Regions from separate parts of the Pan troglodytes genome. Here region 2 is linked to region 1. A link is a contact called in public Hi-C data. All regions are on one chromosome and are shown on one strand. The core of a region is the stretch at or near the end of the contact, and the rest is flanking DNA. Distances in the headings are between cores, read along the strand shown.

The links. A called contact is a pair of places that touch in the nucleus more often than the background predicts.
Region 2: a Hi-C map of induced pluripotent stem cells shows a contact between it and region 1, with 2.9 times the contacts expected there. The contact joins two enhancer-like sites. A contact is called at or near these places in 3 of 7 Hi-C or Micro-C datasets (induced pluripotent stem cells and stem cell-derived neural progenitor cells).

Annotation. Positions count from the first base shown.
Region 1 is chr11:13,743,527-13,748,368 of NHGRI_mPanTro3-v2.0_pri, forward strand. The region is part of intron 2 of NR6A1 (nuclear receptor subfamily 6 group A member 1); the gene reads left to right. Among named protein-coding and RNA genes, the nearest start is that of MIR181B-2, 15 kb to the right of the region's middle. Within about 2 kb of position 2,170, at least 1 of the 24 cell types and tissues checked has an H3K27ac peak or open chromatin away from gene starts, as enhancers often do. A contact at or near this core is called in induced pluripotent stem cells, where this site is marked.
Region 2 is chr11:13,901,517-13,906,358 of NHGRI_mPanTro3-v2.0_pri, forward strand. It overlaps NR6A1 (nuclear receptor subfamily 6 group A member 1), which reads left to right. Exons shown (of 10, transcript NM_001280163.1): 3 at 1-150. Among named protein-coding and RNA genes, the nearest start is that of NR5A1, 44 kb to the right of the region's middle. Within about 2 kb of position 2,480, at least 3 of the 24 cell types and tissues checked have an H3K27ac peak or open chromatin away from gene starts, as enhancers often do. A contact at or near this core is called in induced pluripotent stem cells, where this site is marked.

The sequences.
Region 1 (4,842 bases), core at 920-3,419:
ACTTCTTCCTTTTTGATGTTTATGACTTATTTATTTTTCTTATTGCACTGGCTAAGATTTCCAGTACAATGATAGATAGAAATGGTGAGAATGATGTTCTCACCTTGTTCTTAATCTTAGGGGAAGGAGTTCAATTTCAGTATCAAGTATGATGACACCTCTATTGGGCTTTCTTTTATTTTGTAGAGTTCTGGTAAAATATACATGACGTAACATTTACCATCTTAACCATATTTAAATGTGCTGATCAGTGGCATTAAGTACATTCACACTGGTTGTGCAGCTATCACCAGCATCCATCCACATAACTCTTCTCATATTGCAAAACTGAAGCTCTGTACCCATTAACAATAACCATTCTCCCCTGCTCCTGGTAACCACCATTCTACTTTTTGTCTCTATGAATTTGTCTACTCTAGGTACCTCATTTAAGTGGAATCATGCAGTTTTGTCCTTTTGTAACTGGCTTATTTCCCTTAGCATAATGTGCCTAAAGTTTATCTATGTTGTATAGTGTTAGAATTTCCTTCATTTTTGAGGCTGAATAAGATTCCATTGCATGTATATACCACATTTTGTTGATCCATTCACCTATTGGTGGACACTTGGGTTGCTTTCACCATTTGGTTATTGTGAATAATGCTGCTGTAAACATGAGTATACATGGGTGTCTCTCTTCAAGTCTCTACTTTCAATTCTTTGGGGTGTATACCCGGAAGTGGAATTGCTGGACCCTATGGTAATTCTGTTTTTAATTTTTCAGGAATCACCATACTGTTTTCCATAGCTGCCGCACCACTTTACGTTCTCATCAGCAGTGCTCTAGGGTTCCAGTTTCTCCACATACTCACCAACACTTATTTACTGTGTTTTTGATAGTAGCTCTCCTAATGGTTGTGAGATAATATCTCATTGTGGCTTTGATTTGCATTTCCCTAATGATTAGTGATATTGAGCATCTTTTCATGTGCTTATTGACCATTTGTGTGTCTTCTTTGGAGAAATGTTTATTGAGGTCTTTTGCCTATTTAATTGGATTCTTTATGGGTTTTTGTTTCAGTTATACGAGTTCTTTCTGTGTTCTGTATATTAATCTCTTAACAGATACATGATTTGCAAATATTTTCATCCATTCTGCAGGTTGCTTTTTCATTCCGTTGTGTCCGTCGATGCACAAAAGTTACATTTTCATGTTATCGAGCAGTTTTTTCTTTTATTGCCTATGCTTTTTGTATTATATCCAATAAACCATTGCCAAACCCATTGTCATGAAGCTATCTCCTGTTTTTTTTTTTCTAAAAGTTTTATAGTTTAGGGCTTATGTTTAAGTCTTTGATCGATTTTGAGTTAATTTTTGTGTATGGTATAAAGGTAAAGGCCAGCTTCATTTTTTTCTCATGTGGATATTATTTTATCAGTACCATGTGATTATTCTTTCTCTATTGAGTGGTCTTGGTAACCTTGACAAAAATTGTTTGACCATATATATGAGGGTTTAGTACTGGGCTCCCTATTTTATTCCATTGGTCTATGTCTGTCATTATGTTAATACCAGACTGTTGTGATTACTGTAGCTTTGTAGTAAATTTTGAAATCAGGAAGCTATAGGGTTTTTGTAGATGCCCTTTATCAACTTGAGAAAATGCTGTTGCTAGTTTGCTAAGAGTTTTTTTTATCATGAGTGGTGTTGTTTTCAGATTAATAATTAATTACTAATCTGTAAATCAGTTACGTTTTCATACCAATTCTCCATCTAGATTGTTTAGACTTAATATGGTGGATTACACTGATTGAATTTTGAAACTCAGGCTAGCCTTTTAATCCTGAAATAGACCTCATGTGGTCAGTGATGTATTATAATTTTCCAGTGTTGCTGAATTCAACTTGGTAATATTTTGTTAATGGATTTTTGTGATTATGTGTAGAAGAGCCAAAACCTATGTTTTAATCTTGGTGCCATACTGCCTTCAAAAGACGTTTTTTTTTTTTTTTTTTTGAGACAGGGTCTTGTTCTGTCGCCCAGGCTGGAGTGCAGTGGCGTGATCTTGGCTCACTGCATCCTTCGCCTCCCAGGTTCAGGCGATTCTTGTGCCTTAGCCTCCTGAGTAGCTGGGACTACAGGCGTGTGTCACCTACCTGGCTAATTTTTGTATTTTTAGTAGAGAAGGGGTTTTGCCCTGTTGACCAGGCCGGTCTCCAGCTCCTGGCCTCAAGTGGTCCCCTTGCCTCGGCCTCCCAAAGTGCTGGGATTACAGGTGTGAGCCATTACACCCAGCCTCCAGAAGGCTTTTATTTTTCCTTAATTTCTCATTTTGGGCATATTCCCTTTTATTTGTTGAATCTGCATTAGTTTAATTTTTCGTGTAGTCATAAACCAACTAATAGGCTTTCTAGATGGGCGTAAGCACTCTCTCCTCCTCCTTCAGTTTTTAAGTCTCCATCTAGTGGTCTATTCTGGAAGCACCGAGGTGAGAACCTGTGTTAATGTATTGGTGGGTATGCCAGTTTTGTCCATTAGGTGGCAACAGGCCCTAACCAAAGAGGGAAGAGCACTCAGACTGAAAAATAGAAAACCTGTGCTTGCAAAACTCGGAACAAGATTTTCTGGTACAGCTAGGCTTCAGAATCTTGGAGAAGGGAGTTGTATACCCTTAGGTCATTCTAAGAGCATGTACAAAAACTCTAAAAATATATGGGGCCTATAGTCCCAGCTCCTCAGGAGGCTGAGGCAAGAGGATTTTTTGAGCTGCAGAGTTCAAGACCAGCCTGGGCAGCATAGTGAGACTCTGTATCTTAACAATAAAGACACATGGGAATTCATTTCCCTGTCTCACTTCTCTTGCCTCTCAAGCTTGAAAATCTTGACTTACTCAGTGGGTATCCAGTGGTCACTTTTCTTTGACTATTTGCAGTAGGAGGTAATAGGGACAGAAGGTTAAAGTAATAGAGTAGACCCTTAATGCAAGGGGATCTGAGTTTGGGGATGGGGTGAGAAGGATGTGCCTGAAACCTACTTTATTAATGATAAAAAGAAGAAATCTACTTGCAGAGAGATTTCAGGGAGAGGCATTAATGGCTCCTCGCCGTTTTTGGGTCTGACACTCCATTCCTTGGGCATGGATAAAGGAGTGTTTGTGAATGTTGTCTTAAGATGTGGCTTTTTTTTTTTTTTAAATGGAAATAGGAGAACAGATTTTCTTTGGCAAGGAATTGTTTAAGGCAGTGGTGAAGGAAGAAGATCAGTTAAGGGGGTGTGAGATTCCATGAAGTGGTGGATAGAATTTATAGGGCTGTGAAAATTAAGATAATGTTTGGGGAAGACCACTAGGGTGTAAACAGTGTGACCTGGCAGGCTAGAATAGATTGCTTGCTTATGGCAAAGATGCCAGCTTTTTTTTTTTTTTTTTTTTAACCTTAGCTGACTTAGGCATGTAAAAATCTACTTAACTTGCATGTTCCTGCTTTCTGGTTCATAATTATTCATTGGCAGTGGACTATTATGTACAAATAGGCTTGGAGTAAGGATGATAGATGCGCTTTAACAATTGGGTATGGTTCATATTTGAAACATGACATATGCATGTCAAGATTTAATTACTGGAAAATTTCAAAATAAGGATACTGTTAATGTAATACCTATCATTATACACCACATGAATCAAACTAACTTGAAAATGATGATGCTGAATGAACTGTAATTGAAGAGTAAAGCAAAAATAGCAGCAATTGAAAACTACCACTAATTTCCTCAATAGTGATAATGGAGTTCTTCTGAGAACTGTAAGATTTCCAGCTGATCTTACGTGTGCAATTGCGGAAGGATCTTTGCAACTTTTCCACCCATTTTTGGCAACTAGGCTTAGTAGATTACTAGAGTCTCATTCGTTTATAAACATTGAATTGTATTAATAGTCACTTAACAAGTTACTTGCATGTAGCTTTTAATCATAGGCAGAAATAAACTGAACACCAGTCACTCATAAGATGGATGAATGTTGGATTAATTCACCAGGAAGATCCTTTATACCTTGAGAATCATGGGGCTAAGAGGTTGGGAAGGAGGAGGATAAGGTAGAAAAATAGCCTCAGGCTGAGGCTCATTGCAATGAACCTTTGATGCTAAATGTGAAATAGGGGGTGTTTTTTCTGTGACTTAAAGCAAAACCTCAACATTGTGTGTGTATGTTTGTGTGTGTGTTTCATTGTGTATTCACAGGTGTTTATAATAGTTCTGATACAGTTGGTAGGATTACTACATGTGGTCAGTTCTGTTGACAGAATTATTATTTGTGACTTTTAATAACCAAATGATTTTTTTAAGGAATTGTTTTTCTGTTACGTTGAATGGAGAAGTTCTATGTAATCGAGAAGGAAATAAAGTCCTTCATGTAATGATTTTGTGCAGAGACTTTTGTTGACTTGTTTCGTGTCTGATCATTTGGCCCCTCAGTTGTCCAGCATAACTAAGATGCAGTAAAAAACCAAGCCCTAAACATCATTTTCCATTTTCATCAAAATAATATTAATTATGGGATTGAGTGATTCTCTTTTCTCTGGAGTAGTTCAATGGCAAGGAACAGAAACACTCTCAAGCTAGTTTAAAATAGGGACATTGTTAGAAAGTACTGGGTTTCTTTTTTTTTTTTTTCGAGATGGAATCTCACTTTGTTGCTCAGGCTGGAGTGCAGTGGCATGATCTTGGCTCACTGCAACCTCTGCCTCCTGGGTTCAGGCAAGGTTCAAGCGATTCTCCTGCCTCAGCCTCCGGAGTAGCTGGGGTTATAGGTGCCTGCCACCTTTCCCAGCTAATTTTTTGTATTTTTAGTAGAGACAGCGTTTCAC
Region 2 (4,842 bases), core at 1,230-3,729, 160 kb after region 1:
GCTGCAAAGGGTTTTTCAAGCGGAGCATTTGCAACAAACGGGTATATCGATGCAGTCGTGACAAGAACTGTGTCATGTCTCGGAAGCAGAGGAACAGGTGCCAGTACTGCCGCCTGCTCAAATGCCTCCAGATGGGGATGAACCGGAAGGGTGAGTGGTGCTGATGGCTCTGATGGCCCATCCTTCATTCAAAACTTTACCTTTAGTGTCAGCTGTTTAGTTACTTATTCCTCAAGCTTGCACTACATATCAGGCCTTATAGTTTGTACTCATAACCAAAAATGAACCATTCTTGCCTATAAGACCTTCCTAAACTAGGTGGGGGGAAGAAAACTAGTGAGATGTTAAGGTGGGAATGAGTGCACAAGCCCTGTGTGACCAAGAACCCACTTAACAATCAGGTCTTAACTGGGATTAATATACTTCACTAGTTATTTCAGGAATGATGACAGAAGTAGAAATTTTTGGATGAAAAGGCATGAGGTAGGAGATTGCTGAATGCGGTATCATTTTGTTTGCTAGAAGCACGGTGTACTCAGAGGCTAGGCATGCTCAGAAGTCTGTGTCTAGGTTGGTGAGGAGTTTGGAATTTATTGGGAAGCTTTCCAAGAGCCATTAGCCTGAGATAATATGAACAAACTGACGTTCTAGTAGGATGAATATGAAGGGCTGTTTTGGAGGATGAATTGGGGCAGGGGAAACAGAAAAGCCACCTAGAAAGTTTTTAGTAGAGTCTAGAAGGAAATCTGAAGGATCTGAAGGAACAGGGGAAATAATGGCACACAGAGATGTTGAAGAAACTCATCTGATAGGAATTGGTGACATACTGAACATTGAGCAGCACCAGAAGTTGAAATCGAGGATGTGGATTAAGAGTAATGACCTTATCAGGGAGAAAAAAATGAAAAAAAAAAAAAAAAAGTCAAGCTAAAAAGCAGGGTGATTTCTCTATAGGACCCTCTGAAAAGAAAAGAAAAAGGGTGGGGCAAAATGTTGGCCTTGGCAATACTGAGTTTGAGATACCTGAGAAGGATGCATAAAGATGTCCACCAAGGAAGTTGGTTATATAGGATTGGAACTGAGATGAAAAGTCCTGCCTGCAAACAGGCTTCATGGAGCTGTTGGCACAGAGGTGGTAGTAAAAGTCTAGTCCATAGGTGAAATCACCCACAGAGAGAGCTTAGATACAGAAGAGAGAAGGGCCAGTGTCAGAAGCCTAGAGTGGTATTCCCATGGAGAGTGGAGAGTAGAATAGAGCAGTGTCATTCAGCAGAAAGAAGAGAGGCTCTAGAGGCAAACAGACTAGCTTTTAGCTCTGTGACCTTAGGAAGTTTGCTTTATATCTCCAATATTCAATTATCTTACCTTTAAGATGGTATGTTACTTACCCTTCAGAGTTCTCTACAGGATTAAGTATGATAACATATAAAATACCCAGCAAGGTATTAGGGGTTCATAGCAGCAGTGTTCAGGGATGGGGGTGTTAGTCAGATATAATGAACTATTCAAACTGGTTTTATAGCATTATGAATGCAGACATCCAGATATACTCAGACTGGTTTTATTGTGTATGAGATAAGAAGGACCTTTTAAAAACTTGCCCATCATGAAGAAAGGTAAGAGAGATGTGGAAGTGCATTTAGATAAATTTAGGTGGTTTATAATTTATTATAAATACTAATATTGAGCACTTATTTATGTACCCTCCATATATATATTCTACCACTGAATACATACAACAACCCTGTTATTAACTATTATCCCCAGTTTACAGATACAGCTTAGGGAGGTAAAATGAGTTAGCAATAGTTTAGGGGTGGTTATGTTGACAGTTAATAGTTAACTAAATTATAATTTGTTATTAAGCAGAGCTTGTACCTGCTTAATACGGACACGGACAATGTACTGCTTCACATGTCTACCATGTGGCATAGCTGTTTACATGTTGGAATGCCCTGTGTTTACTGGATGATGACTGCCATAGTAGGACATTTGAAGTGTTACCAAGTTTGTCCCCTGCCTGTCTTTCTAACTCATTTCTGAACACTGTGCCTCAGGGATGCCTTACACTGCTGTGCCTGTACTCAGGTTTTTTCCTCTACTTGGAGATCTTTTCCCTTCCCCACTGTCAGTTTCCTCTTATTGAAATCTTTTCCAGCCACCAATACCAAACATGTACTGTCTGAAGAGTCTGTCAACTTCCTGCCCTCACCCTGTTTTGGTTTTGGCCTCCACTTCTCTCATCTCCCTTTGTTGCCCTCACTGTGAGTATCTTATGAAAGCTTAGTTATTATGGGTTGCCTTCTTGACTGCTGTCTCTGATGAATCATCCTGCTTGTTCAGCTGGAGTGTGAGATTCTGAGGCTTCCAGCAAAACTCACCTGTTTTAGGGAAGAAGAAACTTAACCTTATAACCCCTCTGACCATAGTCAGAAGACACACGGAGTATGAGGGACAGGGAGCTAGCTGTCTCCTTAGGACTGTTTGCATGCAGAGCAGGCAGACTCAGTTGCCTGGTGAAGTCTGCGTCAGGGAGAGAAACTCTGCCACCTCCTGGTTGGTGCTGCGAAAGCAGGATTAAAATTGCAGCTGCCATGGGAGTATTTTGGGGGTAAGGAATGTTCTGTATGGACCTGTGGTGGTTCACACATAATTCTGTGCATTTGTCAAAACCCATAGAACTTTACACCACAAAAAAATAAATGTTACTATATGTGAAAATTTGTTTAATCAGCTAGGATGTTTTGGGGGTTACAGGGCAGAGAGAAAGAATGCACACTATGACAAATGAATCTAGCTGGTGTTACAAATGAGTCACATAACCACACTTAAGGGGTTGGAGAAAAAAGGAGCTAACCTTTGAAAAGTATTTTGACTGTATACTGTAAGGCTAAAAACAAAAAGAATTACATACAAACAAAGCACTCTAGTTTGTAAAATTTGTTTCTCTCATGGTTATGTGTTAGGAATTTTTTCGCTACTTCATTTGTATAATAGAGTAGAATCAGCAAGTAAATATATTGTGGACAATGAGAGTCAGGTTTCTCACATCAGAGAAAGAAAGAAGTTATAAATCAGCAAAGGAGAAGGCCAGAATGAATCCCCTCGTGCTAGATTGGAATCAGTGTATCAATATGTATTCGTGTTTCAGATAGATTTAAAAATACATAGATACCTTGTGTGGGTAGGTAAGTTAGTGTACATATGTATATTTCCAAGCTCTAGCCACTGAGAAGGGCTAGAAGCAGATACCCCAGGAGCAATGAGTACACCCAGCACCCAGATCTTGGCTTCCAAATATCAATGAAAGGAATGAGGACTCATTGGAAAACTGGTTGATTCCAAGGCTGGGGTAGGGGAAATGTAAAATGATCCTGGAGCATCTTAAGGGGCCAGCAAGTTAGGAAGTGCTTTCTAAAAAAAGAAAGGAAGCATATCAAAGGGCACAGAAGCCAACCTGAAAGAACTTCTGATGGCCAACGGTGGAACAACTTGAGGAACAATAACTGTAGGATTAATTTATAACCCAAAGGATAAAAATATCCATGAGTTCATACCGAAAGGAATAAGTGAATAAATAAAGAGAAGTGATCATTTTTCCTTTAAGTGAATTCTGATTAACAAATGTAGAAGGAGGCCAGGCTTAGTGGCTCACACCTGTAATCCCAGCACTTTGGGAGGCCAAGGCAAGAGGATCACTTGAGCCCTGGAGTTCAAGACCAGCCTGAGCAGCATAGTGAGACTCCATCTCTAAAAATATAAATATAAATATAAATGTAGAAGGAATGAGGGAAATAGAAAAATCACCATTAGGGCTGGGCACAGTGGTTCATGCCTGTAATCCCAATACTTTGGGAGGCCGGAGCAGGTGGATTGCTTAAGCTCAGGAGTTCAAGACCAGCCTTGGTATCATGCTGAAACCCCGTCTATACAAAAAAAAATACAAAAATTAGCTGGCACGGTGGCATGTGCCTACAGTCCCGGCTACTCTGGAGGCTAAGGTAAACCTGGGAGACGGAGGTTGCAGTAAGCCAAGACCACGCCACTGTACTCCACCCTGGGCAACAAACCAAAAAAAAAAAAAAAAAAAAATTCACCATTAGAACATCACAGTAATAATTGCGACAAGCAAAACCTACTAATGGATGCTAAATAAGTGGCATCAATGTCAACAGAAACAGAATATTTGCATAGTCTGCAAATATATAGTAATTACAAAGGGAAAAATAGTAAGTTTATTTAGAGAATTCTGACAGACATAACTTTAGCCAAGTGATCAAGATTAACAGTACCAATAAAACACACCAACATTGTATATACCCCCTGATATGAAACGCTGAGAAGGTCACACATATACACACACAGAGAGGTAAGTTCACTCAGTCTAATCCTGAGAAAACAAACAAGCCCATATTGAGGGACATTCTTCAGAATAACTGACATTTGACAAAATACCCATTTGAAAAGTGTCAAAGTCACAAAAAAACAAGGAAAGACTGAGCTGTCACAGATTGGAGAAGACTATGAAGGCATGACAGCTAAATGCAATGTGGGCCCCTGGATTGTGTTCTGGAACAAAAGATATCAGTGAAACAACTGGAGAAATCAAAATAAAGTATGTACTTTGGTTAATAGTATTGTACCAAAGTTAATTTCCTAGTTTTGATGACTAGACATGATTATGTCCATTGTTAAAAGGAGGAGGGTGTATGGGAACTCTCCATACTATTTTTGCAACTCTTGTATAAAGTCTAAACTTACCTCAAAATTTAAAAAATTAACTATTAAAAAAATGCAGCTGCCATTTGTGGCTGGGGCTTTTTCACCTATGTGCAAGACAGC